2 separate regions of the Siniperca chuatsi genome follow, and region 2 is linked to region 1. A link is a contact called in public Hi-C data. All regions are on one chromosome and are shown on one strand. Each heading gives the region's core, a stretch centred on a gene start, on an enhancer-like site or on the middle of the called end of the contact. The rest is flanking DNA. Distances are from core to core; before and after follow the strand shown. Region 1 holds the start of LOC122870669. Region 2 overlaps ank2b (ankyrin-2b).

Region 1 (5,675 bases), core at 2,372-4,871:
ACAAGCTCAACAAGGTAGACAAACATTAAGCTACTATGTGCAATATATATATTTTAAGTACAAAAAATAACAACAGTAACATTTGTAAACAGTAAGACAATTAGTGCAATGGTGCAGAGTGCAAATGGTGCTAAAATAAATATGATTAATGTAACAGGTTGCTTTATATACATGAGGTGGTGGATATGACAGTATGTACAGCGTGTGTAGATTTAAAAAGTGATAATATTTACATAAAACAATGAGATAAATGTACAGGTACAGTGGATGTTTGTGTCACAGGGGTTGTTTTTGGCACTCTGTGACTGATGTTAACTGTTCATCAGATTGGGTAGAAACTGTTCTGGTGTCTGGTTGTTTTGGCGTACAGTGCTCTGTAGCGCCTCAAGAGGGGAGAAGGTGGAACAGGTTGTGACCAAGGTGTGATGGATCTGCAATGATGTTTCCTGACTCTGGATGTGTATAAGTCCTGAATGGGGGGCAGGTCGGCACAGAGGATCTCTTCTGCAGTCCTGACTGTCCGTTGCAGTCTGTTCCTGTCCTGTTTGGTGGCCAGTCCAAACCAGACAGTGATGGATGTGCAGACACCAGACTGGATTATTGCAGAGTAGAACTGGATCAGCAGCTCCTGACAGTTGTGTCGTCTGCAAACTTCGGGAGTTTGACAGACGGGTCTCCTGAGGTGCAGTCATTGGTGTAGAGGGAGAAGAGCAGTGGGGAGGGCACACATCCCTGGGGGGCACCAGTGCTGATTGTCCGGATGCTGGATGCGATGTTCCCCAGCCTCACCAGCAGCCTCTGGTCTGTCAGGTAGGTCAAGTTTTTGATCCACTGACAGGTGGGGGCTGGGACAGTGAGCTGGGTGAGTTTACTGTGAAGGAAGTCTGGGATGATTGTGGTGAACGCCGAGCTGAAGTCCACAAACAGGATCCTTGCGTATGTCCCTGGAGAGTCGAGTTTTTGCAGGATGTATTGCAGTCCCATGTTGACTGCATCATCCATTGACCTGTTTGCCCGGTAGGCAAACTGCAGGGGGTCCTGCATGGGTCCTGTGATGTCCTTCATGTGGGTCAACACAAGTCAAAGGACTACAGACGTCAGGGCGACGGGCCTATAGACATTTAATCATGTGACATCACTAATAACTTAAGGTTATAGAACTTATTTTCTCAAGTTTGTTTAACTTAACCCAGCTGATTTTACATTTTCAGCAGCCTTTAAAGTAATTATTCAACTGAAGGTCAACAACTTACATTGTTAAAGCAGCACAGAACTTGCATTTTTAAGTTGAACCAGCTTAAAATGATTTACAGTGTACTGGCCCAATATGTAATAAATGAATACTGGAAATACAGCTTGATCAACAGTATGATCACTGAGACTTTTCTCACTTTGCAAGGCTAAGAATGTTGAAGGAATGAATCATTTTTCTGTTCTTCATTGTTTTAAGTTGGGTTGGGTTTTATTTGTGTAGCAATGACCATTGGCTCAATTGGTTATAATAACATTTGCATCCACTTTTGTTATATGAATATTAGGAGTTGGTTCACAGAGATGAGTAGTAGGTGGTGCTAATGCTCCAGCCAGGTGCCATATACCATTGTAGAAGAGGGCGCAACAAGTTGACTTTGTTAAAAGAGTGCCAGTCAAACCTCAAAAGGTGGGAAAAATGTAGAAAACATGATGGAAATATGGCAATTATGATTGTTGCATGTATCAGTTTGAGGAAGGATACAATCGCCTTATTGCCCCCCACAGATTTGATATTTTCATCTGACACCATTTTTGTCTCTTCAGTGGACATTTAAAGCAATTACAATGAACTTTCATTTTGTGTTGATTCTGGCGGCCCTGCGGACAAAAGCGGTAGTGTTTCCACCACCTCGTGTCTTAAAGATCTTGATCTGGCTAGCGTTTCCATTTGTTTTGGAAATGAGTGAAAGAAAGATGCAACTTATTTTTAACACTATTTTTCTTTTTTAAACACAGCTGTTTACAGTGATGTCCACTGTGATCAATACCTCCATGGACTGTACACAGCCAAATAAAACAACATATTACATACCTGTCTAGAAGGAAGAGGGCCAATTCAGGATCTGTTTTGAATCCTTTCAAATCCCACAATTCTCTCAATCTGTTCAGTGACTGAAGAACAAAAAGAAATGCTGAAAGGGACAGTGATAGAGCACAGGTGAAAACACAAGTCAGCCTTGGTCGGTCAATTCTTCAGTTCTTTTTCTCTTTGATGATCCTGCCCCAGTATCAGCCAGAACCACAAAATATAACTATAAATAAAATTCTCTGAAGAAAAATCTCTTCATGTTTCCTTTTAACTGGTTAACGTACTACTCATTGCAAACCTTTAAACATAGGCTCTAGAGCAAAAAACATGAGCGGTCAGGCCATGATACAGGTTGGAAACAAGCTGACAGTTTAGCCAGATTAGGTAGCTTTAGTTGATACCGAAAGTGAGCACCCCTGTAATGTCGAAACAAAATGGCAGTTCAGGCTGATTATCAGGCTACCTAAATTAATGTGTTTAATCAACTTACTACACTCAAAATCTAACATTGTAACAGATAAACTTTACACATTACACAGAGGGTGGGAGAAACTGGGGTTTAATAGGGGCCCAGCTGCTCATTTTTGCCCCAGGGCCCGCTAGCAGGTTAATCCAGCCATGAAAGGCACAATTAATAATCCAAATGTAAGCAAAACCCTACCACCAAAATTCAGAGCACAGCACTGGAATCTGATATTACCGCAAAATTGATTGACAGGTTGTATAACAGCAACTAAACAAAAACCATAAAGTACGTGAAAATATCTTAACTTAATCTGGTAAGCAAAATCACAGATTGGATCTGGGGTTGGTTCACATTATAGACTGTAGTGTATGGGTCATACGTGCTGTCATGGATACGTCTGTCTCCACCGTCTGCTAATCATCCACATCTGCTCCCTATCACACTCCTGCTCCCCATCAGCTCCTAATCACAGCCAGCATAAAAAGCCCTGCACTCACCTCAGCAAGTTGTCCGACCTCGTTTGGTGCAAGGACGCCCCATGCAACAATGCAGATCCCCTTCTCCAGCGATCCCCTTCTCCAGCAATCTCCTTCTCCCCAAATCTCCTTCTCCAACGATCTCCATGCCAGCGAGTCTTCCCCATCTCCATACCTGCACACCTGTCTTCCCATAATATAACCTAATAAAGAGCCATCCATCTCCATATCAGTGTCTCCTGCCTGTCTGTCCGTAACAGAAGGTCGGACCAATACCGAAGGACTAGACCAGCACTCCCTTAGTCTCTCTGTCAACTCCCACTTCACCATGCCAAGGGCCAGACCGGCGCCCTTCTTTGATTCGGTGGTGGATGACAATGGCATACTGTGGCTCCATCCATCGACGCTAGACACGCAGACCATAGTGCCAAATCCATACTGGGGCACTGGTTCGAGGTGGTCCATGCAGCCACCAGATTGCACGCCGGACTGCCAATCATCAGCCGACTAACCAGCTACTCTCCTGCACCACTGCCCAGCTGCCTAGCTGCTTGCCTGCACCACCGCTCCGGGTGCTCGCCTGTATCGCCGCCTAGCTGCTTGCCTGTACCACCGCCCAGCGGCTCGCCAGCTCCGCCTCCACTCTGCTCACCTGCTCCACCGCCCAGCGACTCGCCAGCTCCACTGCCGTCTCCAGTCCCAGCGCCGCCCATCACTCCCTGTTGGATCGCAGCAGCCATCACTCCCTGCCTGATTGCAGCAGACAGAACTCCCTCCCGGATGGGAGCAGACAGCACCCCTTACTGCATCGCAGCAGACAGCACCCCTTGCTGGATGGCAGCAGCTCCTCGCTCCCAGACTCTCTGCCGGACCGCAGCAGCTCCTCGCACCCGGACTCTCTGCTGGTTCGCAGCAGCTCCTTGTCCCCAGATTCCCTGCCAGTTCGATCACAGTTGCCTCCTTTCTCGGCTGTATCCCAGCAGCTCCCTGGACTCCCTGCTGGATCGCAGCAATCTCCAGATTCCTTGACACCACTGATCCAGCCCGCTCCTCTACCAATCTTCCTGTCCTGCTGTCCCTTCGCTGGCTTCCTGTCCTGCAGCCCCGTCGCCGGCTTCCTGTCCAGCAGCCCCATCGGCGGCTTCCTGTCCAGCAGCCCCGTCGCCGGCTGCCTGTTCTGCTGCCCCGCTGTCAGCTCCCTGTCTTGCTGCCCCATCGCCGGCTGCCTGTCCTGCTACCCTGTCGCCGGCTCCTGGTCCGGCTGTCCCGCCGCCGGCTCCTGATCTGATTCGACGGCCTCCAGAGGATCTCCGCCTTTGCCGCCGGCCTCCAGAGGATCCTCGTCTTTGCCTTCACCTCCGGTCTCCAGAGCATCCCCGCCTTCGCCTCCGGCCTCCACAGGGTTCCCGCCTTCACTGCCGGCCTCCAGAGGATCCCCGCCTTTGCCTCTAGTCTCCAGAGGATCCCCGCCTTCGCCTCTAGTCTAGATAGGATCCCCGCCTTCGCTGCTGGCCTCCCGAGGGTTCCTGCCTTCGCCTCCGGCCTCCAGAGGACGTTGATCTTTGTCACGGACCTCATACGGTGAGATCCACACAAGGCCAGCCCTCAAGTCGTCCACCCAAGGTCCTCAGCTTTGTGCCAGGCCAGTCTCCGGGTCGTCCACCTGAGGTCCTCAGCTGGTTCAGCTCCCGGGTTGTCCGCTCAAGGGCCTCCGCAACACCCAGGTCCAGGCTCTGGGTCGTCCTACTGAGGCTCCCAGCTCCACACCTGTCCAGGCTTCGGGTCATCCGTCCATGGCTCCCAGCTCCACACCTGTTCAGGCTCAGGGTCGTAAGTCCGAGGCTCCCAGCTCCACCCATAACCAGGCTTCGGGTCATCCGTCCATGGCTCTCAGCTCCACACCTGTCCAGGCTCCGGGTTGTCCACCCGAAGTTCCCAGCTCCGCAGATGCCCAACCCCCAGCCGTCTGCCCGGATCAACCTGCTCCCCGTGGTGGAGGGCGACCATCACGTCAGTGGGGGTTTTCGGCCCTCGGGAGTGCAAGGACTCCCCATGCAACAGTGCATATTCCCTTCTCTAGCGATCTCCTTCTCCAGCGATCTCCATGCCAATGAGTCTTCCCCATCTCCATACCTGCACACCTGTCTTCCCATACTATAACCTAATAAAGAGCCATCCATCTCCATATCGGTGTCTCCTGCCTGTCTGTCCATAACACGCGCATATATGTGCCCAAATGGCACATATATGCACGTATGCCATGGATATATGAAGACCGAAGTGCTTGGAGACTCCAGCAGTGCCCGGGGTATAACAGGCAGGAATCAGTGACATGTTTATCTCTGCATAATCAAACATAATGTTCCCTGTGGCACAATGTCCACTGCTGAACAGTCACCTGTAACCTCTGAGAATGTCAGGACATTCCTGCTACCAAAACAAACTTAAGCATGTGTTTCTCAGCCCAAACCTCTTCTTGAGTCCAGTGCGGGGTTTCAAATAATTTCACTTCATATTTGCTTCATGTGACTCTTCTGTGCATGTCTGCAGGGAAAGTGAATAATTGTGGTGGTGGTGTGATCTGAGGGGCTGAGCTATCCCAGCCTGCTCAGCTATCTCCCTCTGATCTGTTAACGTACTGTAGTGATTTGATGGTTTTTAATGTCGGACA
Region 2 (5,675 bases), core at 1,008-3,507, 71 kb before region 1:
TCATGTAGTGTCGCTGCCTCCAAACAGCAAACACAAAAGAGAGACCAGAGCTGGAGGATCCTCCTTCTGTATGGGAGCATTACAGTTTCCTGGTTTCCCAGTGTCAAACCGTAGGCCGACATTGTTCAACTGAAGTTGGGTTTGTCTGTGGAAACACTTCAAACATGTACTGTTGAATATGTGGATTTTCTAACAAGGATTTGTGGACCAGAACCCTGAGGTTCCGGCTTCACTTCATCTCTTTAGCGGTATGCATCGCTGTCTGCCACAGGGTCAGTGTTGATGGCAGTGAAACATTTGGTAACTTTATGTTTTAATATAATTAGACATACTATTTCCTTGTTAGATCCTTCTTATTCCTCTAAACAAATTTCAGATGGTCAATTTGAAAAGTTTCTCTTCTAAGATTCAGAGGTTGGACTAACAGCTTGTGACCCTTCATGTGACACACTTGGTAAGAGAAAGAATACAGCAGGAGATGATTTTCTTAATCCTTACTGCTCCTCCACCCTCCATTTCCTCAAATCCAAATCCACAATCTGCCATACAGCCATGTGTTAGTGTGCTCATGAACATGATCCATGCTCAGAAAGCCAAAGAATCTATTTGGTCCTTGAGCCATAGCTGCACTGCAATTTTCCAGGACTTTCAGCTTGGACAATGCGAACAGACTCAGAGCAATTTGTCTTAATGTTGAAAAGAAAAAAGAAATCGCTTCAGATTTGTATTTCTCATACATTCACAGGTGGTGCTGCAACTGTGCTGTCAGACCAGAGGGGCGGGGAACCCTCATCTGTCCCGTCTCCAAGGAAACCCTTGTCTAGTTGTCTGTTGTCAGGGCAACAGGGCAAAGGGGAACGCAGGAGAAGAAAATACCAATGGAGAGGAGGGGGCCGGAGGATGATGAGGAGACGACAAAGACAGGCGGGGCCGCAGACGTTCTGTCAGCTGAGACCTTCGTGATTTCATTAAAAATGTACATACATGGTCAGAATAAATATGACGGAGCAGCTGTGTAGCAGTGCATATATGAATATGGTTCCAAAAATCTGTTTTAATGCTACTATTGAATTCTTGTTTCACTGCAATAAAAATGCAGTCATTCACTGGAGACCCAGTTCTTATGAAAATGTAAATAGATTTCTCTTTTCTCTTTTTTAGATTTATCTTGTTCCTTGCTATTTTCTGCCAAAATCCCTTAAGATATTTCTGCATTTGCTTTTTTCTCACTTCTTTTGATGTGGGAGGGGCTAAATTAGAAAAAGGCAATGTCACTTCCATGCACCAATCATAGTTTAGCAGCATTCAAATCGGAATCAGAAAAAAAAGGCACAGATTACGTTTATTAGGTATGTGGTCTGAAAGTACAGATAACTTCATGAAATGTATTTCAGGTTTTCATGTATACAATATAAAATGTCGGTGTTGCATGGTGTGTATATATAGCATATAAACCAGTTTATGACCAATTTAAAGACAATTCAAAAGAGCTATTAAGCCCTTTGGAGATACCGGACTGTGCAGACACATAAACAGCAACAGAAAACATTGGAGAAAAAAAGTAACAAAGTAACAAACTAACAGGTATGCAAGCACTACAAAAAGTTAGCTAGTTTTAGCTAGTTTTGGTATTTGTTCCTGCTCTTAATTATGTGTATTTTAGGTGTTGTCTGCTTTTATTTTCTCAGTCTTGCCTCACAACAGATGCTTGAGAGATGGACAAAAACCATCAACCTCCACCAGAAAAGTTAAATGATGAAATTAGAAGAATATGTTGGGGCTTTCTCATGAATATAATCTATTTTAATATAACATTAAAAATCTGTGCATTTCTAATTCCCACCATATTTTACTGATCCAAGTCTCTTCAACTTCTCACTAATTTCAGTTGGTGAATGGCTCCCTCTTGAGGATGCTCACTAACATTACATAACCACAGTTACTTTGCATGTGAGTAAAGCCGTTGAAAGAGCGTTAACCATTAAGTAGAATTACTTGGCAATTAAGCTTCCATTAAATATAAAATGGCTGTTCTGTGACCAGTAAACATGACTCCCAGTCTGAGGTTGATCCACTAGGAGGCAGTGTTCATACTGTGTTCAGTGAGATGACTGAACATTTTTCGTGTGTTATGTCCTCTCCCTCCCCTGACCTTCTCCACAGCACTCACGCCTGTTGTGACTGTACAGTGTTATTCCTGGCAGCAGCTCACATGACACACTGTGTCAAGTGTTCTGTCAAAGACACACAGAGCAGGAGAGATGTTTACTGCCCCTGTCAAAAATAACACAGTTTGCCATAAATAAAAGTGTGCAGCAGAAATCAGATCTGTGTTTGGAGCGGCAGCATGTGACTGGCATGGGCTGTGTTCACACAGAGAGAGTCACTGTAAAATCACCTTTGACTTTGTTGTACAGGAAGCCAAGCAGAAACATAAGAGCTGTAGTTCCTAGTAAAGGGCCACTCGACTGAATATAAATGTCAGATTCAGTTATGATTAGTATTACTCAGTCTGTGAAAACAGTTGTATAATGTCTTCTGTGGCTCTGGAGGAGCTTTGTCAAGTCTGAGAAGATAACCCCTGATGATGTCATCTGGGTTACCCTACACTAGCTTAGACTCGTCTGCTACACATTTTTAACAGAAAGCCTGCATTACAAATTCTGCAATTCTGCATCAGTATTGACCTTTATTTTAATCAGGCTCTCAAAAGTCTCCCAACTTTATTCAAGTGCAATACTAAATCAACTAGAGCAAACTTTTAAAATGTCAATACACTTGTAGCAGGGTATCTGCACATTTTTAAAGTACAAATAATTTAATGACGTTTTTAATACCTCTAAAAGGAAAACATAATACCATTACCGCAGCAAAAGAAATCGACACTGTTACTGAGTTTTATTGAATTTGAATAACTGAAATATGCAGTGCACATTAGCTAACATATTCGCAGTTGACAAATCATCTCTAGTACATACAGCCAAACTACCAGTAGCAGTGTACGACTCGATGGACATAGTCCTTTTTCGAGTGCTAGCATAGCGCTTGTGCTTTTGACATTTCATGTGAGAATCCGTGCTAACCATTGTTCGAAGTTTGAATGTTTTGCGACAAAGTTCACATCGCGCCTCGTACGAATCTTTGGAACTTCTTATTGAATTTGCATTACCGTGGCTGAGCCTGCATTGCTTGCTCGCAGCGTCGTGTTCTTGATGTTTTCCTTTCCCCCCACTGCAGCCCCCAAATTGGAAGCTAGATAAACACGTTCTTCTTCTAGGTTAAAATGCGGATCACAGCCTGTACACGAGGCGTACTACTGCAGCCTACCAAGTGGAGTGTACACTACCTATTTAACGTAGAAACAAATAGATATTAGATGCTGCGGAAATGGTCATTGAGTTTAATGGTCGAGTTTATTCCTGTGTGAAAGACACCATAAGGACACTGTCGTTTCAAGAACGACAGCATCAGTCGTTTTATCAAGTACCCCAAAACAACATCTGTTTACGTTCAAGTGTCAAAGCCCTCTAGTGGCCGTAGTCATTATGATGGTAGCAAAGGGAGCTTTGATTATTCATTTGGCCCCAGGATTAGGCTACTGTTGACAGATTAGTGGATGTGATATATTAACAGAGGATGTGCAATCATTTTGCAGCCAATTCATATTGAAGTTGGAAAAGTTTAGAGTTTGAGAAATTTCATGGGCGTGAATAGGCTATTTAGTTTGATAAAATAGTCAGGAGATATATTATATCTCATATTGTAGGCAGACAACTGTTGTCTTGCACTTATTCTGTGCAGGCCATTCTGTGCTTATTTATAGACTGGACACAGCCTACATATAACTGAACTGGCAATGTTGTAGCTGTTGTCAATAATGTTGCAGGGTTAGGGTTAATATTAACCCTAGCTAGGGCATTCCTTATCAAGAAAAATTTAACTTGCGAATGAAAAAACAATACTTCAAGCCCTTTTCTATGAATTCTATTGTCAGAAAATGCTTTGATATCCATGTTTTTCAAATCAAGAGACAAAACCATTTTTTTTAAAAGCCCCGTTTTTCATTTTCATTGAGAATAGGAAATCAATTGACATGAAGGTACATGGATTGAGGAAGTCAGGTGACGTTATAGAGTGAAATCATCTGCGTATGGAGGAGGTCAGGGTGGATGGGGTCAACGCTGGTTTGTTTTTATCATGACCCCAGTCATTCCCTAACCTTAACCACATGGTTATTATTGTAACCATGGCAATGACGTTCCCTGACCTTACCAATGTAGTTATGTTAAACCAAACCATGACCAAACCTAACCAACTTGTTTTTGTGGCTAACTCTAACCAAATATTAACCATTGCATTGTCACATCATAAAACACATTTATTTTTCAACAGTTTGTAACAGTTTTGGAAGGCCTGTTGATAGGGGTGTCAGATCAGAAACCACTTCTATGTGTCGTTCTGAAGGGCAGTTACAAGTAGTGCATTTTGACGTTTCATTTGGAGGACTTGTTGGGTATCTCCCAACTTGGTATCTCCAAGGAGTTGAGTCCATATTGGACAATTCCACACGTCACAATAAATGTCCAAACCCACCGTTCAGTGCCAATGCAGGAAGTGAAGTAGTGTGTCCTATATGTAGCGAGGCAGAGAGTACGAAGTGGTGGATAGATGTCTAGTGCATTGGACGAGACCAAAGTTCGCCTATCGTCACAGACCAACAATTAACATTCACATTTGCATTAACCATAACCATGATCTCTCATTAACCTTAACCAAGTGTGTAGTCGCTGAACCCTAACCATACCTTAACCATATTTTATTTGCCCTCACCATCATCTTCCCCTAACCTTAATTACATTATTAGTTGCCATGCACAGATATTAGAAAGCGGAAATTTGAAAAACTTAATGTAATTGGACGTTAAAAAACGTCACTGAACATAATCCAGGTTGTCCAATATCAATGTTCTTGTCTGGCAATATAAATGTACAGCTGCCTCTGATTTAGTACTTGTACATTAGATATCTTACGACCTGGATGACTGAAAATCTTCACAAACATTTTTAATGCCAAAGCTCTACAAGGTAACCAGAGACACTTCACATCTCCAGTGAAACCTATGATGGTAATCATAATAAGTTATATTAATAAGTACTTGTATGGAATCTGATCACAATGTCGCATCAGGGGCAGTGCCTGTTAAGGGCTTCAGGGGGAAAAAACAGTGTAGTGTTGATCAGTTAGACCAAAAGGATGTGGTCAACGCTCCATCATATCACAGACTTTCTTTTTAACCATCCATCCATCACTTTAGTTCAAAGCAACATCTCAACATTTACTAGATAACCATGAATCTCTAAAAGAATGGTCCACAGATGATGAACCTAATGGTTTAAATGACCTCCTGATCATATCATCTACGTACATTCAAAACACAGACTTGCACATGCCTGTTTATCAACTGTACACAAACATCTCTTACTGTACCTAAAGCCTATTATACACCTTCCTCCTGTCACTTCAATACGATTTCAAAATGGCATTGTGAATTACTTATGAAACCTTGAGAGACAGCTGACTGAGGAAATGAATGAGGTGATTGAAAGAATTTCAGTACAATGGTTATTATGTTAAATAGGCAGAGAAAATCATTTAATTAATCACAAGACCAATCC

Evidence for each region. Hi-C and Micro-C count contacts between places; a contact is called where the count stands out from the background.
Region 2: a Hi-C map of liver shows a contact between it and region 1, with 2.5 times the contacts expected there. The contact joins the enhancer-like site here to the promoter of LOC122870669 in region 1. A contact is called at or near these places in 2 of 3 Hi-C or Micro-C datasets (liver and skeletal muscle).

Annotation. Positions count from the first base shown.
Region 1 is chrLG22:3,417,960-3,423,634 of ASM2008510v1, reverse strand. It overlaps LOC122870669, which reads right to left and starts at 3,621. Exons shown (of 4, transcript XM_044185032.1): 1 at 3,026-3,621; 2 at 2,066-2,145; 3 at 991-1,059; 4 at 619-910. The coding sequence starts at 3,469. The coding sequence ends at 619.
Region 2 is chrLG22:3,487,298-3,492,972 of ASM2008510v1, reverse strand. The region is part of intron 1 of ank2b (ankyrin-2b); the gene reads right to left. Among protein-coding and RNA genes, the nearest start is that of ank2b, 59 kb to the right of the region's middle. Within about 2 kb of position 2,257, the one cell type or tissue checked has an H3K27ac peak away from gene starts, as active enhancers do. A contact at or near this core is called in liver, where this site is marked.